Linked DNA regions of Anas platyrhynchos: region 2 is linked to region 1. The links are chromatin contacts, called in public Hi-C maps. All regions are on one chromosome and are shown on one strand. The core of a region is the stretch at or near the end of the contact, and the rest is flanking DNA. Distances in the headings are between cores, read along the strand shown.

Region 1 (6,115 bases), core at 1,686-4,185:
CAGTAATTTTTAGTAATCTCGCTCCCTTTGCAGTCCATGTGCACTGGGTTAATCCAGGGGAAAGATGAATTAAATCTGCATGTGTGTAAAACTGATTTTTTGTTACTATTTTGCAGCTGAAAACACAGTTAAATGAAACACTATCAAAACTCAAAGTTGATCAAAATGAGAGACAGAAGGTGGCTGGTGACTTGCCAAAGGTAAGCAGAGACCCTTATGAGATGCGGATCTTCAGTGTTACTCGAGTCATCAGGATCTCTGGTTTTTAAAATGCTGGGAAACTTCTTGAAAATGCCTCTTGTCTGTGATACTTGTATGCCAGCAGGAACAAGTGGTGATTTGGGGCTGACAAATAATTCTTTAAAGAAACCCAGCCTAATAAATATCCCGTCCCACAGCCCTCCACCCACATCAGAGCCTGAAGCTTTTAAATCCCAACTGGAATGGCAGTGGTTACAAGTTGGCTAACAAACCACCTGCCCATTTGCACATGGTTGCCATCTCCTGGGCTACAGCCAGTTGGGAGATCTTTAACGTTAGCTCTAAGGAAGCTTGGTGGGACAAGCATGTGGGGTTACCTCTGCTTTTCCTCAACGACTGCTCTTGCAAAATGGAATGGAGTGGGAAATCTTTAGGCATACGAGGTCTCAGTGCTGTCACCCCATAAATGAGCCTCTCATGGGAGAATTGATATGCAGAGACAAGAATAGGCTGCAGAGAAACTGAGGTCTGACTCTAGCCTCTACAACACCTTGTTCCTTCAGTGAGGCTGCTTTCTCAGCCACAAGTATAATGTGAAACTGGGAAGGAATCAGTGGGCCAGTGGGATGGTTGGCAGGATCAGTGGTCTTCTTGGTGCCCTGGCAATGTGTTTGCTTGTGGAAGCTGGGCTGTTGTCACGGGGCAGCTTGGAGAATGGTTAGTGGGATATAAAACACCTCTGTTGCCATCTCCTGGTCTATCTATTGGTATTTGGAGATGAGAAGAGGTTGAGAAGCAGAGGATGGAGGTGAGTTTCTCCTTAAAGGTGAGAATAAAGGCCTGGAAAGAGGAGAGCACTCTGCTTGTGATGGGAAGCAGAGGAAGAAAGCAAAACAAGGTTTGCTCTGACCAAACTGTCAAGCAAGGGGGAGGTTTTCCCGTAGTGCTTTGAGATGTGATTCCACAAGGTTAGTTTGTGTTCATCTAAAACAATGGCTGGATGAGAAATTCGGCTGTGTAGCTCAGCAAGGCAGGGGGACAAAAAAAGGGGGAAGCAGATGCACTGCAAGGAAATGGGGCTGGGTTCTTGCAGGGCTGGAGGGGGAGAGCTGTTGCTGGGGTAGGCTGGCTGTCTAATAGGACAGGGACAGATGATCACAAGCTCTGCAGGAAGTGAAGACAAAGGAGATCTGCTGTGATAGCATTGAAAACACTTTGCTCAGGACAGTTATGCTGGATGTTGACATATGAAGCGAGCAGTGCTGATGTCCCTGGTTCAGGGTGTGCTGTGTGTAAATGAAGATCTGCAATCCGGCTTCTAGAGACCTGCCTGTGCTGCTGCTCTCACGTGGGAAAAAAAAAAAGTGCAATTTTTTACCTAATAACTTGACACGAGACTATTAGAGCTTCCCCACAGAATTGCTTTTAAAATGCAGGCAGGCTGACACTCAGCGCACTGATTGTAAGGAGACATGTCAATCTTGGCAAATGTGTTGGTCCCCTGAGCAAATTTGGCATAAAACACATTTCCTACTGAACAATGATTTCCTGTCTCTAGCATTGCTCCTAGAGAGTTGAGGGTTCGCTTCTCAGCCTTTGCTAATTGTTCTCTCCCTTGTTCTTTTTCTCTTTTCCCACCCTACAGGCCCAGGAGTCCTTGGCGTCTCTTGAGAGAGAAATTGGCAAAGTGGTTGGGGATGCCAACGTTATTGAAAACAGCGACGTTCGCACAGACTCGGTGAGTGTTTCTCTTGAGACCGTACTCAGGGGCAGCACAAATTTCCTGCTAAGAGTGAGCTTTGGGAAGTCACGTCTTGCTTAGAAATGTGCTGCTGATGGGAAGATTGAGGCTTGATGAAGTTTTCTGTCCTGGAGCTGTATCCCAGGGATGCTGACCTTGTTCTAAGCACCAGGAGTTTTGCTGTCATCTGGATTGTGACTTCCTGCCATGGCTCAAATTTGCAAGGAGGAGGGGGAGAGGTTCTGGACATGAGATCTGCACTGCCAAGGGTTGTTGGTTTGGTTTGGGCAAAAGTGGGAAGAGTTCAGGGAAGATACCCAGACTCCTTCCTTCAAGAAAGGAGGCTAAAAATAAATCTGATTACTAACTAAGCTAAAAATTTTAACTGATGGGTTGGCATGTGTAAAGGGGTTGTAGGATCTGGAACTGCGGGAACTCTGTCTACGGTGGTTTCTTCCTCATGCTAGTGGGTAACCACCTGTCCGTGTGGGTTACTCCCAGAGTGCTGGCCCTAAAAAGACACCACCTGTACGAGCGGCTGAGTCCTGGCTTTGTAGCAGGGCTTCCCCATCCCTGGAAACAAGAGCTTTCACGTCAGCTTCAGCACAGCTTTGCAGAAGGCAGCTGGGGAGGCTGAAGCAGATGTCTTCCCAGCACATTTTGCACAGCTAAGTGGTGTCAATGGAACTCATTACCCGTTTCCTTCTGATGGATCGAGTGGAAGGAAACGCTGTCATTTGAGGGGGGAGACGAGTGCTTGCTGGTAGGACAAATAATTTATATCGACTGCTTTAGCCACTGAAAATAAGTAGTTTCATCAGCTGGAAGAGGAAGCCAGGAGTCCTCTAAGGAGCACTGTAGAAAAGCCTTTGCCTTTGTAGTCGTTAGCAGAAATGAAATGTCTTTCCCAGAGCGATCAGTCATGGATGCTGATCGACCTCTGTGTTGTGGGCTGACCACAGCAGAGCCAGAGACGCAGCTGGGCTTGCGAAACCGCTCACGGCCCAGCCCTGTGAGCTGGTTTCCTGGAAGGGAGGTGAGGTATTTGTGGCCAGCAGAAGGCCAGACGGTGCCAGGTGGGTGCTCTGGGTCTGGCTGCAGCAGGACGGAGAGGAGTTTGTCACCTCCTCACGTCGGTGACAAACTGCTTGCCCTCTGCTCTGCCTTCCTGGTGGCCTGCCTTTGGGACTGGTGCTACGGATGGATGGAGGTGCTAAAAAGGCAGGTGCAAGGTTTGGGGCAGGGTAATAATACAACCAACCATGGTGGAAATCCCTTGTCCTGCCCATTTTCCCTCTTCGTGGAGCTCTCCCAGCTCAGTGCAACCTCTTTGGATGCTCACCCACCGTAAACAAGCAGCGAGCACATCTCAAAGCTCCTCAAACATCCCTGGGCTGTCCCCCAACAACTGCCACAGCTGGAAATAAACCGCCAGGAGCGTGGTGGTACAGCCTCAGCCACGGCATTTCACAGCTGGAGGTGCTGGCAGACCCTCAGCTAGGTGCTGTTAGATCTGCCCTTCTGTGGCTGGAGCTGGTTTTAATCCCTTGAGCCTTGCACAACCCCTCTGGTTCGTGGATTGCTCCCCTATAGCAGCGTGGGAGCCCCATCCAGGCTCCCTCCAGAATATCTATTGCTTTATTCTGGGAAATGTGGAAAAAACACTCCTAATAAACCTATAATTAAGCCTTCATTAGTAGAAATCTTAATTGTCTAAACAGGTAGCCATCGGCAGAGGCTGAAATTAGAACATTCTCTCCTTCTCTAAACCCATTTTGCTGCTTTTTTTTTTATATAAAAAAAAGAAAGCTGTCTCCCCGGAAGCCTAAAAACCTAGCTTAAAATAGCTCGCCGATTAAAAAAGAAAGTCTTCCAGCCACTTCCACCTAGCAACAGTGCCTTTTTTTTCCTCCTGAAGGACCTGAAAACACATGCTTGCAAACGAGCATATTAGTTCCTTCTGGGGACTAGACCCAGCCCCCAAAATTCAGAAATGATGCTTGCGTAAACCCTCAGACACTCGGTGTTTTCTTTAGATTCCTTTTCTTTCTATTTAAAAATAGAGCATTTGGGTTTTCTAATCAGCCTCCTTGTCACTTGTGGGACTGGATGATGACTAAAGGCTGCCTTTCAGTGTGCTGTAAGGAGGTCGTTTATATTCAGCAGCTCTCCTCGGTGGCGAACTTATTTTGAGGATTATGTGCCATCTAACGTGCTTTCTTCCCCAAATCTGTGTGAAACACCCCATCCTTGGAAATGGGAGGTGCTGTACATGGAGAGCATGGCAGGGCTGAATCTGTCAGCTCGATGCCTGGCAGAAGGGACATGGGAATTGCAGAGGACCCCAGGAGATCTTCCAGACCCCAGGAGATCTTCCAGACCTCTGCTTATCCAGGGGATTTGGGGCAGTGCGTGCAAACATCAGGCGGCTTAACCAGAGAGGGCAAATGATGCTTCAGCACTGGCCCCATAAGGCAGCCTCACAGCCCTGGGTTAGCAGAAGCTGCTGTGTGTGTGTTTTTGGCCTAAATTCATCCATTGCTGGTCAGGATCGGATCCCAGGAGGGCTGGGGATGTGCCTGTAACTCACGGGTAAACACCGAGCAGTATTAGCAGAGCCACAAAATAGAGGGGAGAAGAGGAAGGAGCGAGGAAAGGAGAGGAGGGGAGGGCTGAGGGTGAACGGAAAGGCTCCTTCATCGCTTCTGCTCGTGCTGGTTCCTCTAACACACACACAGCCCTATTGCCAGCACCATCGGCCAGTGCCATGACTCAGTCATTTGCTGCGATGCTAATTGCGTTTGCCTCTCCGCTTCCATCAACCTGTAGGAGGCCGTTAAGCAAATTCTCAGCCTTAACAGCCCTGATTTCCTACCTTAATAAGGGTGAGATGGGTTAAAGCTACTCTGATACAGATTCCCAATGATTTTTAGGGCAGAAAAATGATTTTTTTAGGGCAGTGGCGTGCGAGTGAGAGCTTGGCAATGCATCGCTCTGCTCTGCCTGAGCCCGCAGCGGTCTCCGTAATGGGGCAGGTGCTTGGGTTTGATTTACTGCCCTGTGCCTTGCAGCAGCTCTGCAAAAGTGGGAGCTGGGGAAGTGGCTCTCCGTGAACTCCCTCTAATTTCCCTTAAACCCCAGGGAGAGATTGGCACCGGCGTTTGCATCGGTCTCCTTCTGGCAGGCTGCTCTCAGCTGGTGCTGAGCGCTTGCAGAAATGTCTGTGCTCACACGGAGAGCTGGGCGCTTCTGCATCGCTGGCACCGAGGCAGATCTGCTGATCTGTGGCTGCTGGATTGCAGAGGGAAGCTCTCCTGCAGGTGTATGTGAACGTGGAGCCCTTTGTGTGGCTCTGGAGGAGGTAATCAATGAGGGTAATAAAGCGGGGATTAGATCAGCGTTAGCGCAGCAAGAGTGGCTTTGGGGAGAAGGGCAGGCAGGAAGGGAAGTCTGTTTAGAGTTGTACCTCCCTATTAATATTAAACTGATGAGCTCCTTGTTTTTAAAGGAAAAAAAAAAGCAAGCTTGGTGTCTTCATTTCAGGAAACCAGGCTTCTAGCTCTGGGCAGCCCTTTTTTTGTGTCTCCATGCTGACTGGTGCCTACACTGCTCTGCCAGGTCCTTCTCCAAGCCTGGGTGCCCCTGGCAAGCAGGAATCTGCTGGGGGCTTGGAGCAGAGCAGGAACCCGTGGGAGGCCAAGGGGCAGAGCCAGTGTCCAAGGTCTGAGCCTGAACGGGAGCGCTGGTGCTGCAGTGTGGGCAGGGGAAGCTGTCAGCACTCACAGCTGGAGCTGCCTGGTGCTCGGTTATTACGTCCTGCTGAGGACAGGATCCCACAGAGGGCAGTAGACCTACAGATGAAAGATTTCAGTGGCTCCTTCGGCTCCTTGAAAAGGGCACAGGACAAAAAAAAAAAATATCAAAATGCAGGGACACCAGCCAGCTGTGGTTCCTGCTGACTTCAGCCAGTGATACACGTGCGCCAGCCTGCTGAAATAACCACTGTCCACCTCTCCCCTGAGCTGCCTGCCTGCTCTCCCTGTCCAAACCAAACCTTTGGTGGTCCTACAGCCACGCTGGTACAGCTGTGGGCTCCAACCATCCTCCCTATGGGGCCACCACCGCCGTTCTCAGCCACCTGCCTGATAACCCACGCGCTCTCCTCAGCCTGGG
Region 2 (6,115 bases), core at 961-3,460, 160 kb after region 1:
GGCTGCGGTGAGGGGCTGTTTGTCCCTTTTCTCAAGTGATGACATGTGAGAAAATGGCCTTGTGTTGTGCCAGAGGAGGTTTAGGCTGGGCATTGGGAAACATTTCTTCATGGAGAGGGTGGTCGGGCACCTCATGGGCTGCCCAGGGAGGTGGTGGAGTCCCCATCCCTGGCGGTTTTGAAGAGACGTGAGGTCATGGCATGGAGGGACAAGTCTTGGCATTCAGCAGTACCAACATTAATCAATGGCTGGGCTTGGTGATCATGAAGGTCTTTTCCAGCCTGGATGGTTCTCTGATTCTCCCTGTGTTGAACCTTGCTCTGATAGAGAGGTTTCTTCAGCAGCAAGATGCCATTTGTCCCTCATCAAGAGTGGTTTTGCCTAGGTCCTTCTGTGCCCTGCTAAGGGAAGATGCAGGAGGCAGTGGCAGCTGCTGAAAGCCTGCACCATGCAGCTGCACAGCCAGCTGGGTTAGCCATGAGAGGAGCTGGCCTCAGCCTCCAGGGCAGTTCGGGATTTGGGCCAAACTGCCTGTCAACTTAAGACCACAAATCCAGCTCAGCAGCCTGGTGAAAGCAATGAGCAGCATCTGGCTGACCTCAGGGCTGTGGTGCGTCCCCTCTGCTCTTTATTTCTCTGCTTAAATAGGAAGAGAGGAGCCAGGGAAGGGACTGCTTATGTCCATGCCAAAAGTCGTGCCAGCCCCTACAGCCCTCATAGGATAGGGCAGGTAATGCAGTGTAGGCACCTAAAGCCTAATAATGGTAATAATTGAGTCCCAGGGAAAGCAGCAAAGCCTCAAGGAGGGCAGGCTTTGGGCCTGGCTTTTCCCTGCTCTGACCTTAGGCAGGAGGCTTTTAATTTCCCCTTCCCTATCTAAGGAATGGGAATCACAGGACTGCCCAGCCCTGCCCTGCCTGCAGGTCTGAAACAATGATTTAAGTGTTTTCTGACAGAAAATGAAGCTTCGTTACTTTCATCTTGCAAGCAGCAGAAAATCTATCTATCTATCATTTTGTATATCCTTATTTAACATGCTTATTTCCCCGGAGCCTGCTGATTTCGAGGGGGGGATACTCCCTGCGGGCAGTCTTCGCTACCTTCTCACCAGGCCCCACCCGTGCCTTCCTGCCATGCTCCTGGGGGATCTGAGTGCACGTAATGGAGAGTGTCCAGACAGCCAGGAGCCTCCAGAGCAGGGAACAGCAAGTGTTATGGGCAGTCCCTATCCTGCAAGGCAGAAATCTTTCCTCCCTTGCACACATGTGGGCCAGATGTCCTGCCTCGCCTGTGCTGCGAGAGAACAAGGTGGGAGGCTCCTGAGGTGAGGCTGCCCACAGCAGATGTAAAAAGGGCTCGGCCATGCCCAGAGCAGGAGACCTGATCCCGAGGAAGATAGAGGGAGCTGGATGAACTTGGCTGTGTCCCTGCTGTCTGTGTGAGGTTCAATGCTGCTGCCATGGGATCCCTGTGTGTCCCCCCAGGGTGGCATCACTGCAGGCCAAGCATGGGATTTCCAGCACGTGGAAGTGCGGTAGTATCCCAACCTTGTTGGTTTTATTTGGGCAGAGTTTGCAGGCTGAAAAGGAGGAGATTCATATAATAATAATAATAATAATAGTAAATCGTAGCCTGGCAGTTAAGAGGTGGTATCCGTAGCCTCCCTGGGCGCCTGTTTCTGTTAAGGCAGAGGAGCAGCTGGCTTTTCCTCATCCCCTCCTTTCCTCATTCCCTCTTCCAGTTTCCAAGGAAGGTAAATTTTTGTTGGTGCTCACAAATGCAAAGCTCCCCCGTTAGATTGCTTAAGTACAAAATCCCTCTGATTTGGTTAAAGTTTCCCCCACTGAAAAAACTTCAGTTTGCTCTGAGTAAATTCTGCAGACAAACATCGTTCTTCCTTCGCTGTTTCCAAAGAGAAGTTTTGGGAATTTTCTGTTCTGTGGAAGTTCCTGGCATGTTAAACTCCATCTAGAACAACCAACTGAATTAAAATACTGAGAGCATCTGTAAGACACCATTTCCAGAGGGATTTAGATGTTCGAGTAAATGATTCCCCCTTGGCTCTGCTTGCTGGAATTACCATGTGTGCCAGCAAATGCCAGAAATTTCCTCAAAAGCCTGAAGTCTTTTCAAGTGATTCACCACAACAAGCGGGCTGGGAGCAGAACCCAGACATTGTCTGCAGAGTTGAAAGACTTGGCATGTTTCGGATTCAAGGCCTGCAATTAATCAGTGCAGAGCCTGCTACAAACTAGGTCTCCGGCCCCTAATCTCAGCAAGCGTAAATCCATGCCTGGGTGTGGATGATGATGGTGAAGCTGCTGTCACAGCATCTCCCCAAGCCTGGCTTTTTTTTTTTTTTTAAGGGAAGTTTTTGGAAACAAAGGGGGAGATTTGGGCAGGACTTGGCAGTGTGGCTGCCTTTGGCCTGGGAGGAGGTGGACCCATTGGTGACACCAGGTGTAGGGCAGCACTGACGGCATCCTTCCACTGACAATTTTTGCTGGGGGGAAGAATAATTAAAAAAATAAATAAATAAACCTTGGATTTGGAGTAAAAAATCTCTTAGCAATGTGAAAGCGGAGCAGCTGATGGCTGCCATAGTCCTAGGTTGGCTTTGGCACCCTATGGGGCTGGGGTTTCCTGCAGAGTGCCAGGCAGCAACCAGGGGGAGATTTAGAGCCCTGGGCTCTTGGAGGCTGCTCGTTCCAGAGGGACACGATGGGGCTCCATGCTGCTGTATAACGGGGGCAATGTCACAGAAAATGTTGAGGCTTAAGTGTTTTTTACTTTGTTTGTTCTTTACTAAAATCATTTTTTGCTTCATTTTTCTTCCCCTTGACCTTGTAGGGTTATGGATGCACGCTGAGCTGCCTCCTGCCTTCCTTGTCAGCTGTCCTGAGCTCCTGCCTGGAAAAAGGCCAAAGCAACGTCACCCCAAAGCAAAGGCTCTGTATATTTCTGCTTTCCCCAAAATCAACCTGTGTGCTGTCTTTGTGGCTGTATCATTCTCCTTTTATTCCCATTCGGGTTCACTGACAGATTCAAGACCCTCCATCCCATAAACTTAAGCAGGATGAGATCCTTATGAGCCTTTCTGCATGCTATTTTCTCTGGCCTTAAAACCATTTCTGTGCTCTTCCTTGCTTTTCCAATTCTCTACCTGGTCTATGTGTGCTGTTTGCTGCTGTGCTGCTCCTTGGGGCACAGGCGTAGGACCCTCTGTGGGTTACTGCATGCTGCAGTTAGTAACCTGAGCACTATCTCATTAAGAATGAGAGCACGTTTAATGCTTATTTCCTACAAAACCACCCCGTGCAACCAGATGCTTTTGCATCTCTTTGTTCCCCAGGAGCTGAATCCTGCAGAGATGCAGGCGATTTTCTGCCCAGGACGGGTGGGGGCAGCCCAGGTCAGCCCCCCTGTTGGGTCTGATCCTGGTCCCACCCCAATCCATTTTTCCACATTTCCAGAGCTGCCCCGACACCTGCGATCAGCTGGACATTAGCAGCACTGCACTGGCTGCTTCTCAGCTCCAGTTTTCTCTTCCCTTAGCCCCAGTAATAAATGCCCTTTTCACCCAATCTATCGTAACACGAGTGCTCTCCACCCAGCTGTTTGCTTTTACGCATTTTCCTCTGCATCTTTCATCTCTCTTGACCAGAGGGTTTTTTTCCCAGTGATTTTGGCAGGAGGAAAAGCTCAGCAGGGTGGGGAGTACTGCAAAGGGCTGGGTGGGCACCGCTGCATGAGGCTGTGCTTAAATTCCCCCCACAGGAGCAGGAACCAGAGCGGTTTCTTCCCTCTGCATGGGGCAGGATGCGGCCGTGGGAAATGAGGCTTCACCTCATCTCTGCATCCAGCACCTGGCAGCAGCTCTGACTGACTTAGCCAGCCTAAAAATGCATTTTTCTGGGATTTTACCTGTTGGTTTGCGGACGTATCCTGAGGCTGCAGAAGCCGAATCATCGTTTGCTTTTCTAGCAAATCCCCATGCCCATCCCGTGGAGCACTGAGGGACCCAACACAGCCCCATCATGGTCCCTGCCTCCGTGCTCAGACGCAGACGGGACTTTGGATGTGGCTGCAGGTCCCTGAGGCTTCCCACCAGTCATGGTGCTGTGGCCTCCTCCCAAATTTTCCACAGCTGCTTTGTTGTGAGGATTAAACAGCTGGAGCTGGGTGAATGTATCCAAATTGCTGCTTTTTTTTTTTTCCTATTTTAAAGCCCATCTGGTTGCAGGGAGAGACACAAACCTGAACGCACATCAAAAGAAAGCCAAATATAGAACATTAAAAAAAATAAAATGAAAATTAAGACAAATAGCAGCAAAGAACGAGTAAATTTCTAACAATCTGCTGACTTTGAAACCAGGCTTGTGACTTAGGAACATTTAGAGCTGCCTGTCCTGGGTGCAAGACCACAAAAGAGGCACTGCTCAGCCACAGCATCCCCTTTGCTTGGAGGGAAAACCACCGCAGCACCCGAGCACACTGAAATCCCATCTGGAGACCCCTTCAGCCTGGGAGAAGTGATGCTCTGAGAGGTTTTACTTGCTGGATTTTCTGCCGTGCTGCTTGTGCTGGGGATCGGTCCCTGCTGCTGTAACTCGTGGGAGAGCATCGGCTGCGCCGACAGCACCGAGCTTTCCACGGGGGTTCGGCTCCTGCAGAGCTCATCCCTGTGCGGGCATCCCTGCCTGGCACCAGCCAACACACCGAAGAAAGGGACCCTAAAAGAAAAGCAGAGGGTTTTTTTCCCGATGATTTTGGCAGGAGGAAAAGCTCAGCCCGACAAATGGCCAAAGGAAGGCGCAGCTCCAGGCGGGGCCGTGCTGAAGGTCCCGGGGTGCTGCGCGGGGGCCGCGTGCGCAAGGAAATGGTTGAGGCAGTAAATAGAGCGATCAGCCACTTCTCCAGATGTACTTCGGGCTAGGAGGCCGAGAGGAAATTCCTAGCTGAATGCCTGTCTGTGGGATAATGCTGTTTCCATGGGCCTGCCTGCCAAGAATCACTTAATTATGAGTAATTAAAAAAAAAAAAAAAAAAAAAGGGAAAAAAAAAGGCTTTGATTTGGCTTAAAACTGCCGAGGGATGTGGGGACTGGAAAACGGAGAGAGGGAATAAACAGAAGTGAACCCAGTGACCTCCTGTGTGTGGGGGAGCATCGGGTGCAGCAGGATTGGGGTGCTGCTCATGGGGGCAGTGACCATTCTGCCACCCCATGGGGACACCTCCCGGTGCCCTAAACACTCGCAGATCCTCCTGGCCAAGGGCTTGCCAAGTGTGCCGTCGCCTCCTTTATTCTCCCTGGCAGCCAAGGCTCTGTTTTCTCCGAGGGTTTGGGGTTGGACCAAGGGCGCTGGCTCTCCGGCGCATGGAAACACGCCGCTTTCCCAGGAAAATGTGCCTGGATGGGGTGGGGATGGGGTTTCACAGCCTCAGATGAGGTGAAAAATCGGAGCCCCGGAGGGTTGCGGTCAAAATGTACCAGGATGCTTTTAATTTTCCCCCTCCCCTCCCAGGGATTTTGGTATGGGCTTTCTGAAACCCAACCCTTAAAAGAGTAAAATGATAACCACCACGCAACGTTATCCTTGAGAAAGTAGGGAGTTTTGCTCAACCCTAATCTTATAGAAAATGGGGTGGGCTCAGTTTGGAGATCTCTGCCCTGGGGATGAGAGCCACCAAGAAAAAAAAAAAAACTGTTTAATTTGAAAAGTTTCATTGAAAATGCCTTTTCCCAGCTGCTTGCTCCAGAGATGGAGACAGAGCCAACCCGGCACCAAAGGATTTTATTCTGAGGATACCTAAAACCCATCACTTGCCAGCACAGAGTGATCAGGGCTGTTTGGGGTCTGGGCTGCCTTATGGGGAGCGGTGTCCTCGGGGCTGCCCATGGCACTCAGAGAGGCTTTAGCAAAGCATAAAATTGGGATTTTTATGCAGTGCATCCATGTTGTCCATATCTCTGTATCCTGGAGACCCGCAGTGCCAATGGGATGGGGTGGGTATGGACTTCTGGGTGTAATCGTGCACCTTTTGACCCCTCTTGGGCTGTGTTTTCTGGGTGATCACTGGAAACTCTCTGAGTTTTGTGGGAAAGGGGGAGAGC

What was found. A called contact is a pair of places that touch in the nucleus more often than the background predicts.
Region 2: a contact with region 1 is called in a Hi-C map of liver, with 3 times the contacts expected there. The contact joins two enhancer-like sites. A contact is called at or near these places in 5 of 8 Hi-C or Micro-C datasets (F1 follicle, liver, skeletal muscle and 1 more).

What each region holds. Positions count from the first base shown.
Region 1 is chr5:4,429,901-4,436,015 of IASCAAS_PekinDuck_T2T, forward strand. It overlaps KTN1 (kinectin 1), which reads left to right. Exons shown (of 42, transcript XM_072038126.1): 39 at 117-200; 40 at 1,847-1,939. Among named protein-coding and RNA genes, the nearest start is that of KTN1, 67 kb to the left of the region's middle. Within about 2 kb of position 2,936, at least 3 of the 8 cell types and tissues checked have an H3K27ac peak or open chromatin away from gene starts, as enhancers often do.
Region 2 is chr5:4,587,716-4,593,830 of IASCAAS_PekinDuck_T2T, forward strand. No RefSeq gene overlaps it. Among named protein-coding and RNA genes, the nearest start is that of TMEM260, 37 kb to the right of the region's middle. Within about 2 kb of position 2,211, at least 2 of the 8 cell types and tissues checked have an H3K27ac peak or open chromatin away from gene starts, as enhancers often do.